3 separate regions of the Anas platyrhynchos genome follow, and regions 1 and 3 are each linked to region 2. The links are chromatin contacts, called in public Hi-C maps. All regions are on one chromosome and are shown on one strand. Each heading gives the region's core, a stretch centred on a gene start, on an enhancer-like site or on the middle of the called end of the contact. The rest is flanking DNA. Distances are from core to core; before and after follow the strand shown.

Region 1 (4,011 bases), core at 1,208-3,707, 220 kb before region 2:
ACAGGTGATGGAGCAGTAACTTATATCACTCTAGCTCAATTACTTGCAATACTCTCAGATGCTTGAGGACAGAAGCGGGATGCAGAAAGCATTGTGCCTTTTCCCCAGGCTGTCTAGTAGGTTGTTTTCCCTGTTCCCATGGCTCACTACTTAGGACTGTCTGGACATCGATTCCCTGCTATTGCCAGCTCTTTGGCTTCCCCACGTTCTCTCTCTCCCACCCAATGTCTGTGACACAAAACAGACTCTTGAGGACTGAGTGACTCGAGTCTCACTGCTCACCACAGAAGGGTCAGACTGACATTTGACAGCTTTCAGCACTTAGGTCAGTCTGGATACCTCCATGACCCCCAAACCATAATCTCTTTGCACAGTCATATACACACCCTGCGAAACGTTAGGCCTTAGAGTGAGAGAGATGTTTCAGGCTGGTTTCTGTTTGTGGGAGTTTTTTTTTTGTTTTTTTTTTTGGTTGGTTGTTACCTTTTTTTTTTTTTGAGGGGACGAACAGAGTGGACACCGCTGTCCAGCGCCAGCCAACATTTAAGTGCTGTCAAACACAACAGCTACAACAATTTCAAATAGATTACAGGCAGCATCTTATTTTCAGGATACACAGCATGCAACAAATCAAGCAGTGATCCTATGGTCTTAGGACAGCAAAAGGATAAAGCACATCTGTAGAAAGTCAGCCAAAAACCTTGAGAACCATGCTCATTACCTTTTTGAGCAATAAGAGAGACAACATTTCTAGAGGTCCATACAGACACAGTGTCAGGACTCCTGAGATCTTGTCTTACTGCAGGAACTGACCCACTGTGAAAGATTTTTAGGGAGTCACTTAGCCTGTTCCTTGCTTTGGTAAAACTTTTCTGTCAATAAGTACAGAGGTAATTTCAAGATGCAAACCTCCTACGGAACCTTCAGTTGAAAACAGACTAGAAGGAAGGAGTACCACATCTGTATTATTTTTACCAATGAGTTCAAATTTCCCCTTTACCAATACCAAACAACACTCGTGTTTAAGGCGACACTCACAGTGCTAAGGCTCCGCTCGTGGGCTTCATCCAGAATGATGACACTGTACTTGCTGAGAAGGGGGTCGGCCAAAATATGCCTCAACAAGCAGCCATCCGTCATGTACTTGATGGCAGTATCCTGAAAGGTTCAATTAGACCTTCAGCTGTCACCCTGATTATTTACATCGATACAGGTCAGATACTCACCCAGCAGACACACGCATACATGCTGGGATTATAACACACAACTTTACCCACAGCATCACAAGTGTTTGGCAACGTTCATCGTGGTGGGGCATGGGAACAGGCTGCCAAGAGAGGCTGTGGATGCCCCATACCTGGAGGTCCTCAAGGCCAGGCTGGATGGGGCTTTGGCCAACCTGATCTTGTGGGCGTTATCCCTGCCTGAAGCAGGGGGTTGGAACTGGGTGATCCTTCAGGCCCCTTCCAACCCGAGCCATTTCATAACTCTACGATAAGACGTGAGCCCTGTGACAACCCAACCGCAGCTCCACCCCGCCAGGACAGCTTCCCAGGCTCTCACACTTCCACCCTGCATCCTCCGAGGACCCCCCGCTCTCTGCCCGGTGCCCTACCTGCGAGGAGCAGTCGTCGAAGCGCACCTGGTAGCCCACCACGGTGCCCAGCGTGCAGCCCAGCTCCTCGGCCACCCGCTGCGCCACCGACACGGTGGCGACACGCCGGGGCTGGGTGACACCGATGGCCCCGTGCTCGGCCAGGCCTGCGGGGAGAGAAATGGGGGCGTCAGGGGGCTGTGAGGGGCTGGGGGGGCTGAGGGGGACTGGGGGGGGCTGAGGGGGACTAAGGGGGGCTGAGGGGGACTAAGGGGGGCTGAGGGGGACTAAGGGGGGCTGAGGGGGACTAAGGGGGGCTGAGGGAGTCTGGGGGGGACTGAGGGGGAGCTGAGAGGGGCTGGGGGGGGCTTAGGGGAGCTTGGGGGGGGGCTAAGGGGGGCAGAAGGGGGTCTGGGGGTCTAGAGGAGACTGGGGGGGCTGAGGGGAAGCTGAGAGGGGCTGGGGAGGGACGAAGGGGGGCTGAGGGGAGCCGGGAGGGGGCTAGGGGAGACTGGGGAGGGTCTAAAGGGGTATGAGGAGGGACTAAGGGGGACTAAGGGGAGCTGAGGGGCCGAACTCCCCCCATCCCTCCCCCGCTACCCCCCCCCCCCCAGGCTCCCGAGGGACTCCGGGGGGGGGGACGACGGGGTCTCCCCCCGGCCGTTACCTGCCTCGAAGAGGTACCGGGGCAGCTGCGTGCTCTTGCCGCTGCCCGTCTCTCCGGTGACGATGAGGAAGGGCTCCCGGCTCACCGCCTCCACCAGCGCCCGGCGGTAGCGGCGGATGGGCAGGCGGCCGCCCTCCATGGCGGCGGGGGGACCCCCACCCGCCCCCTGCCCCCTGCCCCCCGCCCGCCGCCCGCCGCCCACCTCCCCTCACGCGAGCCCCGCCCCCTCGGTGATGTCACCACCCGCGCGGGAGCGGCGCCGCCGCGCGCACAAAGGTGACGCGATGCGGCTCGTCGCCCCGCCCACCCCATAAACCACGCCCACTCCTCTAAACCACGCCCACTTGAAGCCACGCCCCCTCTCCACACAGGCCCCGCCTCTCCCCGTGTAGGCCACGCCCCCCTCCTGTACAGGCCCCGCCCCTCACAGCCCACCTCCTCCCCTCAGGCAGCCCCACACAGCGCCTCGCCCCCCCCCTCCCGCCTCTTGTAACCAAAATGGTTGTTTTTTACCCCAAATCGCCTAGGAGCCTGGCAGGGGTGAATTACAGTGTGAAATCAGAGGGACTGCAGCGGTTCCCTTGCAGTGCCTGAAATACCCCCTCGCCTTCCCCGGGGCGTAAGGAGGAGATGTGAGGGAAAATGGCTCAAAACCCCCAAATGTCTCTCAAAAGCACCATTCGGCCACACCAGGCCTGGCATTTCCCCGTAACGACCGAATTCAGGCATGGCCTGAAGGTGGCAAGCGATGAACGCTGAACACATGAGGCCAGGCTGCAATCCCAGTCCCCAGACTGAGCATGGCTGCGACAAATTCCTGCCAATGCACAATTTCTGCACCGTGCTTTGTCTACGCCATGACATCCTTTCCCATATGGGCCCTGAGGGTGTCAATGTTTCACCCTCCACTGGGGTGAGACCCGCACAGATGTTAATGGTTCACCCTCCGTTGGGGTGAGAGCCGCGCCGTGCGTTTGTCCTGGTGTCAGCCCGAATTAGGCCACCTACTGACTCCATTTACTGCCAGCTGCCTCCCTTCGTGCCTCTGACACAATGGGAGAAATATTCACCTGCTGGCTCAGGCCTCAGCGCGAGGGCTGACCAGGAAATGCTTGCGAAGCACTCTAGACCTGGGAAAATATTACCTCAGTCCCCACGGTTGCCAGATTCAGATATTTCTAAAGCCTATAAATATTTGTTTAGTCTGTCTAGAAACCGGCATGGTAAAGTGGTGGCAGGTAAGATGTTTTCTGCCCTTCCTTATTAATACAGCCAGAGAGAAGAGGTCAGTGCAGGAAGCGTTTCATTACAGTGCTACAGCTACAAAGGATACCTGGTGTTGTGTCCCTGGGTTTATTACTCTGAGGGGTTTGCAACAATCTTTGCCCCCCACAAAATAAATAAATAACAGCAAGACAAATCCCTTCTCCAAAGCTACAAAAACTGTCCACCAGCTGCTGACAAACAATCGGCACGTACTAACATGAAGAGTCATACTTTGGACAGCATTTAGGCGTTTAGGCATTCTGCTGGTACAGATCTGCCATTTCTGTCTGAGGCTGACCTGTAGCAATTACTGACAGTAACTTCGATGCTGTTCTGTAAGCACAAGAAGCACATCAGCCTGGCAGTAAGATGGCTCTAACCGTCCTATAGCTCTGATCACTTAGGTACATAATGGAACATGTCAATCTGCTGTATGCTGTTGCATCCCTTTGTGAAAGCGTATCGTATTTATTTCCTCACAATG
Region 2 (3,961 bases), core at 742-3,241:
CAGAAAGAAACGTGTCACAGAATCATTACCTTCTTCTTGATGAGCTTCAGCAATTAGCTGGCAGTGCCGCACACAGGCGGCTGCAATATCCGCTACTCTGTCTACCATAAAACTTCCTTCAGTGTCAATGAACACCGCTTCTCCACAGACACCCCCGAAGCATTCTGGAATCTGTACATCTACTGCCAACTGCATGCTGTCATGGGAAACAAAGACAAAAACATAAACATGTTTGTTACAAGCATCTTCCCTCCTCACTACATTTCTGCTGAGGAATACATGGAAGAGGAAGGTGCCTAGCCATCATCAAACTGCATATTGATCAGAACTCTCATTGTAGTTAAATTCAACAAAGAAAAGTGATTCTCAGTTGCACAAAAGTAATCTAAAAATAAAATACCATAGCTGTGTTTTCCCAACACCAGGCGCTCCACAGACCTCAGTGATCTTTGTCAGCTGCACGCCACCTCCCAGAATATTGTCTAGGGCCGAACAAAAGGTGATGATGAAGCCCTGCGCCTGCTCTTCTTCCAGAAGCTCCAGTGCTGTGCACTTTCTGGTGGTGCCAGCTCCCCCAGCAGTCCTTGCTGCATCGCCAGAACATTCCTGCCTTACAACCTGCAATGCCTCCAGTGCCTCTTCTTTGGAGATTCCAATTTCTAGGAGAGACAAAAATCATGAAATGTTACCTTAATTTTATAAACAGCAATTTAAAATACAGACAGTACAACTTTTTAACAAAATGTGCCAATTCTGATGCATAACTCAAAATTATTAATTCTTTTAATGTAATAGTGCACAGAGCTTGCCAGCATCTCCGGAACTAAAGACCTTATTTTCAAAAGAGATGATTTTCAAAGCAACTCAGACCAATGATGCACTGGTGGCAATAAGCAGTGTGTAAATAAAAAGCCCAGAGCACTGTTCACAGATGCGGTTAGGATCTGGGAGAGCAATGTGCATCGTCTACACTGAATGCACTGCTAAGTTAACGTCATTTGAAGCAAATACGGCCCTGAAAAACAAAGTCAGGCTGCAGACTAGTAAGTGGTAGTGACACCTACTGCTGGCACCGTGAGTACTTGGGGTATTCCGGGGCTGAGCACCTTCACACCTTATTTTTAGATGTGAAGCACAGCCCTAGGCACAGAAGCGAGGCAGCACAAACACGCTTGGGTACATCTTTACACACGGGGAGGCCAGGATCTGGCTACCACTACAATGGATCATCATAGAGAGCAAAATTTCTAATAATAAAAAGCACGGTGCGCTTCTTAAAAGGGCTGTACAAATCACATTGGAGATTCTTGAAAGGAAAAAAGCTCCTTAACTGTACGCGTTACTTTCTTATGCTTAAAACAAAAGCAGCTTCCTAACTGCTTACGGTGGCTGACTGTGCTTCAAACGTGCAAGGGGGGAAGTCAGCGAGAGGGCATATTCTGAATTTGTAGCATCCCATTTGTGTTTATCACTAAACTTTTTTTTGCAAAAGGGCATATTCTGAATTTTAGCGTCCTATTTGTACTCATGACTCAACTTTTTTTGTGAATTTCGTAGGGTTTTTTTGTTTGTTATTATTTTATCGGAAACAGGAGGGAACTTTTGCCCATTTTCTTCCTTAGGTGTAGAACTCCCTAAACATCCCCCCCCCTTACCCTGTCCCCTCAGAGCGACTCCTCAGGCAGCACCGAGCCCTCCCCAGTCCCCCCCACAACCCCGGGCCCAGCCCCGCGCCCCCCCCCCCCCCGCTTCCCCCCGGAGCCGACCCGAGCCCTCCCCATGCCTCTACCTCTGCTCAGCCCGCAGGGCCCGGTGTCCAGCAGCTCCTGCGCGGTCTGGAAGCCGGCAGCCGCCAGCCTGGCCCTCAGCGCGGGGCCGAGCGGCAGGCTGCCCACCTCCCTCTGCATACCGCCGCCCCCCCCCCCACGGGCCGCGCTAGGCCGCACCGGGCCGCGCTAGGCCCCGCCTAGCGACCGGGGGGGGGGGGGGGGGAGCACTGCGCATGCGCCGCCCGCTGAGGCGCGAGGAGAGCCGGCACGTGACCGCGGCCGTTAGGGGGCGGTTGAGGGCGGTTGGTGCTGAGGGGGCGCTGAGGGTCCTTGGGGGAGGGTGGGCTCCGTCCTCCCTTCAGCCCGTCAGAGAGGCCTCTGTGACCCGCAGGTGTGAGAACTGTGCTGGTATTTACCCGCTGTCAGCTCTCGGCGACCTTCCCTGGGACCCTCTCCCCTCATCGGGGTGTCAGGGCCTGGGGCAGGCTCTCCTCAGCGACCTGCCGGGCTCAGCGCCTTCGTTCTCTCCTCAGGGTCCTCGAGGAAGGAGCGGCCACTGCTCAGAGTCAGCTGCTGGTGTGTCGGAAGCGAGGAGTAAGTCCTGCTGTGGTGATTTGCAGCTATCTGCCAATTTGTGTTGACGGAAGAGGATGGCGCACGCGCTCCCGCTTCCAATTCCCTGCCCCGTGCAGCTTGGGACGACAAGAGGGGACTCCCCCGAGGCTCAGATGCATGAGTGTGTCAGACAGGGGAACTGCGTCAAGGTGAAGAAGCTTCTGAAAAAAGGTAAAGCTTCAGTTTAGAGAAGTCATTGCAGGAAAGGTTTACTTACTCCTGTATGCTTGTGTTTGTGGTAAACAGGTAGAATCAGCATACTGTTAATTCAGTTTTGTCATTGAACAGTGTTTACAAAAGGTAGCGTGTTGGGTCTTTTCTGGTAAACGGCACCAATAAGTAAAAAAAAGCATGAAGAGAAGTAATCTGGAAAGACTTAAGGTTTTAGTTGCAAGGTTACAGTACCAAAATCGTAAGGAAGTAATTGAATGCTGTAAAACTAACGTTCTGGAAGTCTGCTTTAGGAATATGTGCATAGAGTTTAAATTTTAGTTCTGCTTGCAAAGCTCTTAAAGTACCGCTTAAATGCTGGCGTTTTTAGAACCCACATTTGTAATGACAGGGAGCAAAGAGCACTGCAAATGAAATGTAGTATTTATGCAGTTCTGCTCCGTTATTACAAGCAGCTCTGTTTCCAACTTGGAGATTCCAAGAGCAGAACACTGATAGCACAGAAACACTGGGACAAAAAGCAAGAAGGAGGCAGTAGGGACAAAACAGGGAGCTCGAGGTGTGGTTTCTGTCCCTGGACGCAAGAAATATGACTGTGCGGGTATTGTGGGATCAAATGTCCTGTTTTTCAAACCGTTTTTAGGGATGTGAGCAGCAGGTGCAGCTCCTGGGGGTGCGACTCCGCTGCAGCCCTGCGGGGCGCTCCTGGAGCGCTGCGGGGCGGGGCCGGCCGCGGGTGCGTGTGATTGGCCGGGCAGCGCTGCATGCAAATGAGGGGGCGTGTCCATGCAACCCACTCGCGGGGCGCTCCCGGGGAGCGTGGGGCCGCAGCGGGGGCGCGCCCGGCGGCGGGGGCGCGGAGGGGCGCGGGGAAGGGGGGAAACAGGAGAATAGGGTGGGGACCGGGGGGTTGCCGTGACCTAGGGGCCGGTCGGCGGCCGTGGGACCCGTCGGGGCGGCGGTGTGAGGCCAGGACTATACTTTCAGGGATCATTTCTGTAGTTGGTAACTAGAGGAGTGTGATCGAAAGTGTCCGGCGTCACAAGCCACGAGGAGGAGCTGCGTGCTGTCTCCTGAGCGCGAGGCGGGCGGGCGGCGCTGCTGCAGTGCAGGGGCCTCCCGCCATCGATGACCGTTCCCGACTCCTTTATGGGGTCTGGGAGGGAGAGAGCACAGGCTGAGTGGTTTGTGTCCTTATTTTAACGGTGTCAAAAGCAGAGCAAATTCCTACCGTCTAACAGAGAGGGTGCGGTGCTGCCAAGAGCTCCGCGGAAGCTCCATGTCTGCGCAGGGGGCGTTCAGGGGTCTCCACCCCAGTGTTGCCCGGACTGGAGCAGGCTGCGGGGCTCCAGGGATGCAGCGAGGTCCCCTTATCCCTGTCCCTGGGTGGCCACAGGCACTATGGG
Region 3 (3,771 bases), core at 1,231-3,730, 180 kb after region 2:
CAGGCGCCTGCAGTCAGCAGGAACGGCCCTGAAACGCCGTGGTGACAGTGACCTCCAGTGGGCAGTGCAGAGCTCTCACCTTCCCTGGCCAGGACCCTCCCGCAGAGCTCAGGCACCCAGCGCACGGCTGGAGGAGGCCTGGCTGCTGCTGGAGCTGTAGCAGGGGCTTTGCAGGGGAAAAATAGGTTTCCACCAGCAAAAGGGAGAAAGGACAAGCCAGCACCACCAGCAAACTGAAGAGAGAAACCTGAAGGCCAAAAAGCCAACCCGGCAGAGGGGCTTAAACACGGCAGAACCTGCAATGGAGCTGCCTCCCAACCCAGTCTTGAGCTGCAGAAACACCTTTTCACAATAGCTTACTCCAAAACTGCCCCGGGGCTGATTTGGGAAAGACCAAGTATGGATAACGATCCCACAGCAACCTCCTTCTCTACATCTCAAAAGAAACAATGGGTTATAAACACGGATGACTCCTCAGTGATATTTCACACTCAATACCTGTCTTATGCGGTTAAAACCCTTGAGGATTCACTAATGATTAACACACAGCAGTTATGAGGTGTGCTGCTACACAAACCTCTGTGTATAAAGCTAATTTACGTCCACACATCAAAGAACTCTGACTCCAGCCAGCACTTTGGGTACAAAGAAGCTGCGTAACGAGCGAACCTCATTAGATGAGGATTTAAGAAGTGATTGTTGTCACAGCATTACTACCAACGCTATTGTGTGGAAGAAAAGGCTTCACAGGCTTAAACACGCCTTCAGTCGTTTACTACCAGGTTACTCCTTGCACAGGGGAGAGGGATTTACTGTGAGCACTACTTACTTGCTCAGTGGGAAAGAGAGTGTTGATGTACTCCACAGCGTTGAAATCTGCTCTGTCCAGGGGATCTTGGCTGGGGAACACCTGAGGAGAGGGAGGGAAAAACACAATGAACAACACATCAACTTTAATTTCTGTAAATTTACACAGTATCTGCTACTTTTTAATCACTTCAGCACTCACTTCAGGTTGTGTTCAACGGCAACGTTCTAACAAGCCTGCACAAAGTCCTCAGGAATGAGATCTCCAACCTACAAAAATTCCTGGGGCTATCAGCCTGGATAAACACAGATACCACACGTGCGTGCTTCCACATACAGCACGAGCACAACCAGCCCTGTGCAAGGGATTCCCAAGACACACGAGCCATTAATTATGCATCCCAAACCATTCTGAGCTTTGCAGTTGTGTGGAAGTGATGACCCCTGCTGAGGCCTTGCCCTTATCTTCACTCAGGCTTTGTGAGGCCCTGCGGTGAGAGGCAGAGGATTTGTTTTTCATAGCCATGTAACATGAAACATGATGAATTAAGAAATGGTTGTACAAGTTCTCTGGAGATTGGGGTTTGCCACTCACACATGAAAGCAAGGGAAAGAAATAGAATCAGCCGGGTGATTCTTCCTACCCCCAGGAAGAGGAAGAGAGCGGCAGTGGTACAGACAGATCTGCCTCCAGAAGTAGCTCAAATGATGCAAATACAGCTGGCAGCCTTTGTGCTTTTGTCCCGACAGACTAAAACACACTGCATTCCCTTCTCTGGTACCATACTTATTCCATATTCATACAGCCACCAGCTCTGTTCTCTGTGGTCAAAACCATGCCAAGCAAGCACGGCAGCTGTCCCCATCACACTGCAGCACCACCTCCACACATCACCCTGCACACAAAGCCCTCACAAAACCCTGCTTTAACCGGGCACATGCACTATCCACCTTTCACAGGGTTGTGTCAGACTTTAAACGAGAGAAACTCCGCCTAGGAACAGGCCTCATCAGCAGCTTTCACCTAGAGGCCTTCACAGGCACCTGCCCAGCTCCACCACCGCCTGCTGGAGCCAGAAAAGCTGCGTGCATGGCATGAGGTGAGTAAGTGCCCTGCCAGGAGCCGTCACACACACACTGCTGCCAAGAAGAGGGCAGCGCCGCTGTGCCACCTGCCCCACAGCAGCATCACAGCCGCTCCTTGCCCTGCCACAGCCCCGCACAGCCCGGGCAGCCCCTGCTGGGGGCACGGCACGGCCCAGGGAACCGCCGGGAGGCCTGAGGGGGCCTGGGGGAGGCTTGAGGAGGGCTGAGGGGGGGGCTGAAGGCCTAGGGGGCTCCCAGAAACCTGGGAGGGGCGCCAGGAGCCGCCTCTAAAACGCGCCGGGCGCTGCTCCCGAGCCCCCCCCAGGCCCCCTCAGCCCGGCCCCGTCCCCACCTGCTCGATCGCGGCCTGCACGGCGGGCGCCAGCTCCAGCGCCGCCTCCAGCCCAGCCGCCAGCTCGGGCTCGTCCTCCTCCATAGCGACCAGCCGCTTCCGGGCCGCGCGGCATGCCGGGAAACAGGAGGACCGAGTTCGGAGAGGGGGGCGTGGCTTAACCCAGAGGGCGGGGCTTAACGGAGGGGGGCGTGGTTTGTCAAAAGGAGGCGTGGCCTAAAGGGGGCGTGGCCTAAGTGGGCGGGGCTCCGCGGCGCGCCCCGGCGGTGGCGGGAGGTGGTGGCGGGAGGTGGCGGCGGCGGCGGCGCGGGCCCCATGTGGCGCACGCTCGGCCTCGCCTCCGCCTTCTTCCCGGGGCTCTTCGCCCTCTGCACCCGGGCGCTGCGCTGGGCGGCCCCGGCATGGAGCAGCCGCGACCGCGTCCTGCTCAGCGGCAGGTAGAGAGGGGGGCCGGGAGGGTGGTGGCGGGGGGGGGGTGCCCCGGGTCGGTGTCTGAGCCGCCCCCCCCCCCTCGCCGCCGTTTTTGCAGGGTGGTGTCCACGGTCCAAGCTACGATGGCGACGGTGTCGGGGCTCACGGTGGTGCTTAGCTGCGGGGATGTGGTGCGAGACAGGTAACGGGAGGGGGGGGGTGCCGGGGGTGGGGGGGTCCCCGGGGTGGGGGGTCCCCGTTATTGCCGGCCCGGGGGTGGCCGGAGAGGGGCAGCCCCGCAGAACCCGGAGCAGAAATCCCGGGAGTGCGGCTGGTGGTGCTCGGGGAGCAGCCCCGGATCGTCCGGGGCTCACGGCAGCCGCCCCGTGAGGAGCCCTGAGCAGAGCCACTCGGGGTGAGAGGCTGGGAGGCAGAGCTGAGAGCGGCACGGGAAGAGGAGGCGCGGAGAACGCAGCCGTGGGTGAGCAGCGAGCCAGATTTGGGCTCTTCGGGGTGTGAATCAGCGCTGAGGGTGGTGGGGAGAGCACCCGCACTGAGCCCGGCTGTGTGAGCATCCTCGTGCCCGCAGAGCATCGAGGGCCGTTCAGGGCGGCGAGCGGCCTCGGGTCACTGCAGTGCCTCGGGCACACGGGTACAGAAATCTCATCTGACTGCAGCAGGATCCCAGGGAGTTGGAGCTCAACCCTCCCAAACCCGCCCTGTGGTCAGGGGAACAATGCCAGCCCCGTGGCTCTGCGGCCAGAGACCCAGATTTCCCTTGTATCTGGGGTAACTGCAGCGCAGCGCTCAGCGGGGAAGGGCTGGGAGAACGACAGCAAGACAGAGAGCCAGGAAGCAGCACAAGGGCTGCAATAAAAGCTGCCAATTTATTTACACAGCCAGACGAGCATTGTGCTGCTGGCACCCTAATTGCCCTCCGAAGCCCTGGGCGAGTTGTACCAACAAGGGCCCGTCCGCCCCCCTCCCCGGGACAGCCACGCGTTTTGGATTTCTTCCTGGCTGAAGCAGGAACACACACAAGGGAATTTTTCTTGAGGCAGCAGGAGAGCAAGAGCCGGTTTATTCGGGCCCCGAGCTATGTTTCTGGGAGCAGC

Evidence for each region. A called contact is a pair of places that touch in the nucleus more often than the background predicts.
Region 1: a contact with region 2 is called in a Hi-C map of subcutaneous adipose tissue, with 2.2 times the contacts expected there. The contact joins the promoter of DHX40 here to the promoter of RAD51C in region 2. A contact is called at or near these places in 3 of 8 Hi-C or Micro-C datasets (liver, skeletal muscle and subcutaneous adipose tissue).
Region 3: a contact with region 2 is called in a Hi-C map of subcutaneous adipose tissue, with 2.9 times the contacts expected there. The contact joins the promoter of TLCD3A here to the promoter of RAD51C in region 2. A contact is called at or near these places in 6 of 8 Hi-C or Micro-C datasets (F5 follicle, liver, skeletal muscle and 2 more).

What each region holds. Positions count from the first base shown.
Region 1 is chr20:3,275,430-3,279,440 of IASCAAS_PekinDuck_T2T, forward strand. DHX40 (DEAH-box helicase 40) reads right to left here and starts at 2,458. Exons shown (of 17, transcript XM_038165783.2): 1 at 2,262-2,458; 2 at 1,616-1,761; 3 at 1,039-1,158. The coding sequence starts at 2,400.
Region 2 is chr20:3,491,335-3,495,295 of IASCAAS_PekinDuck_T2T, forward strand. RAD51C (RAD51 paralog C) reads right to left here and starts at 1,992. Exons shown (of 9, transcript XM_027471951.3): 1 at 1,790-1,992; 2 at 401-659; 3 at 30-196. The coding sequence starts at 1,907. It overlaps TEX14 (testis expressed 14, intercellular bridge forming factor), which reads left to right. Exons shown (of 35, transcript XM_072026048.1): 4 at 2,303-2,363; 5 at 2,462-2,555. It overlaps LOC113845691 (small nucleolar RNA U3), which reads left to right and starts at 3,527; the gene lies at 3,527-3,741.
Region 3 is chr20:3,674,960-3,678,730 of IASCAAS_PekinDuck_T2T, forward strand. TLCD3A (TLC domain containing 3A) reads left to right here and starts at 2,481. Exons shown (of 5, transcript XM_027472675.3): 1 at 2,481-2,682; 2 at 2,775-2,858. The coding sequence starts at 2,561. VPS53 (VPS53 subunit of GARP complex) reads right to left here and starts at 2,375. Exons shown (of 23, transcript XM_027472510.3): 1 at 2,337-2,375; 2 at 2,246-2,335; 3 at 830-910. The coding sequence starts at 2,360.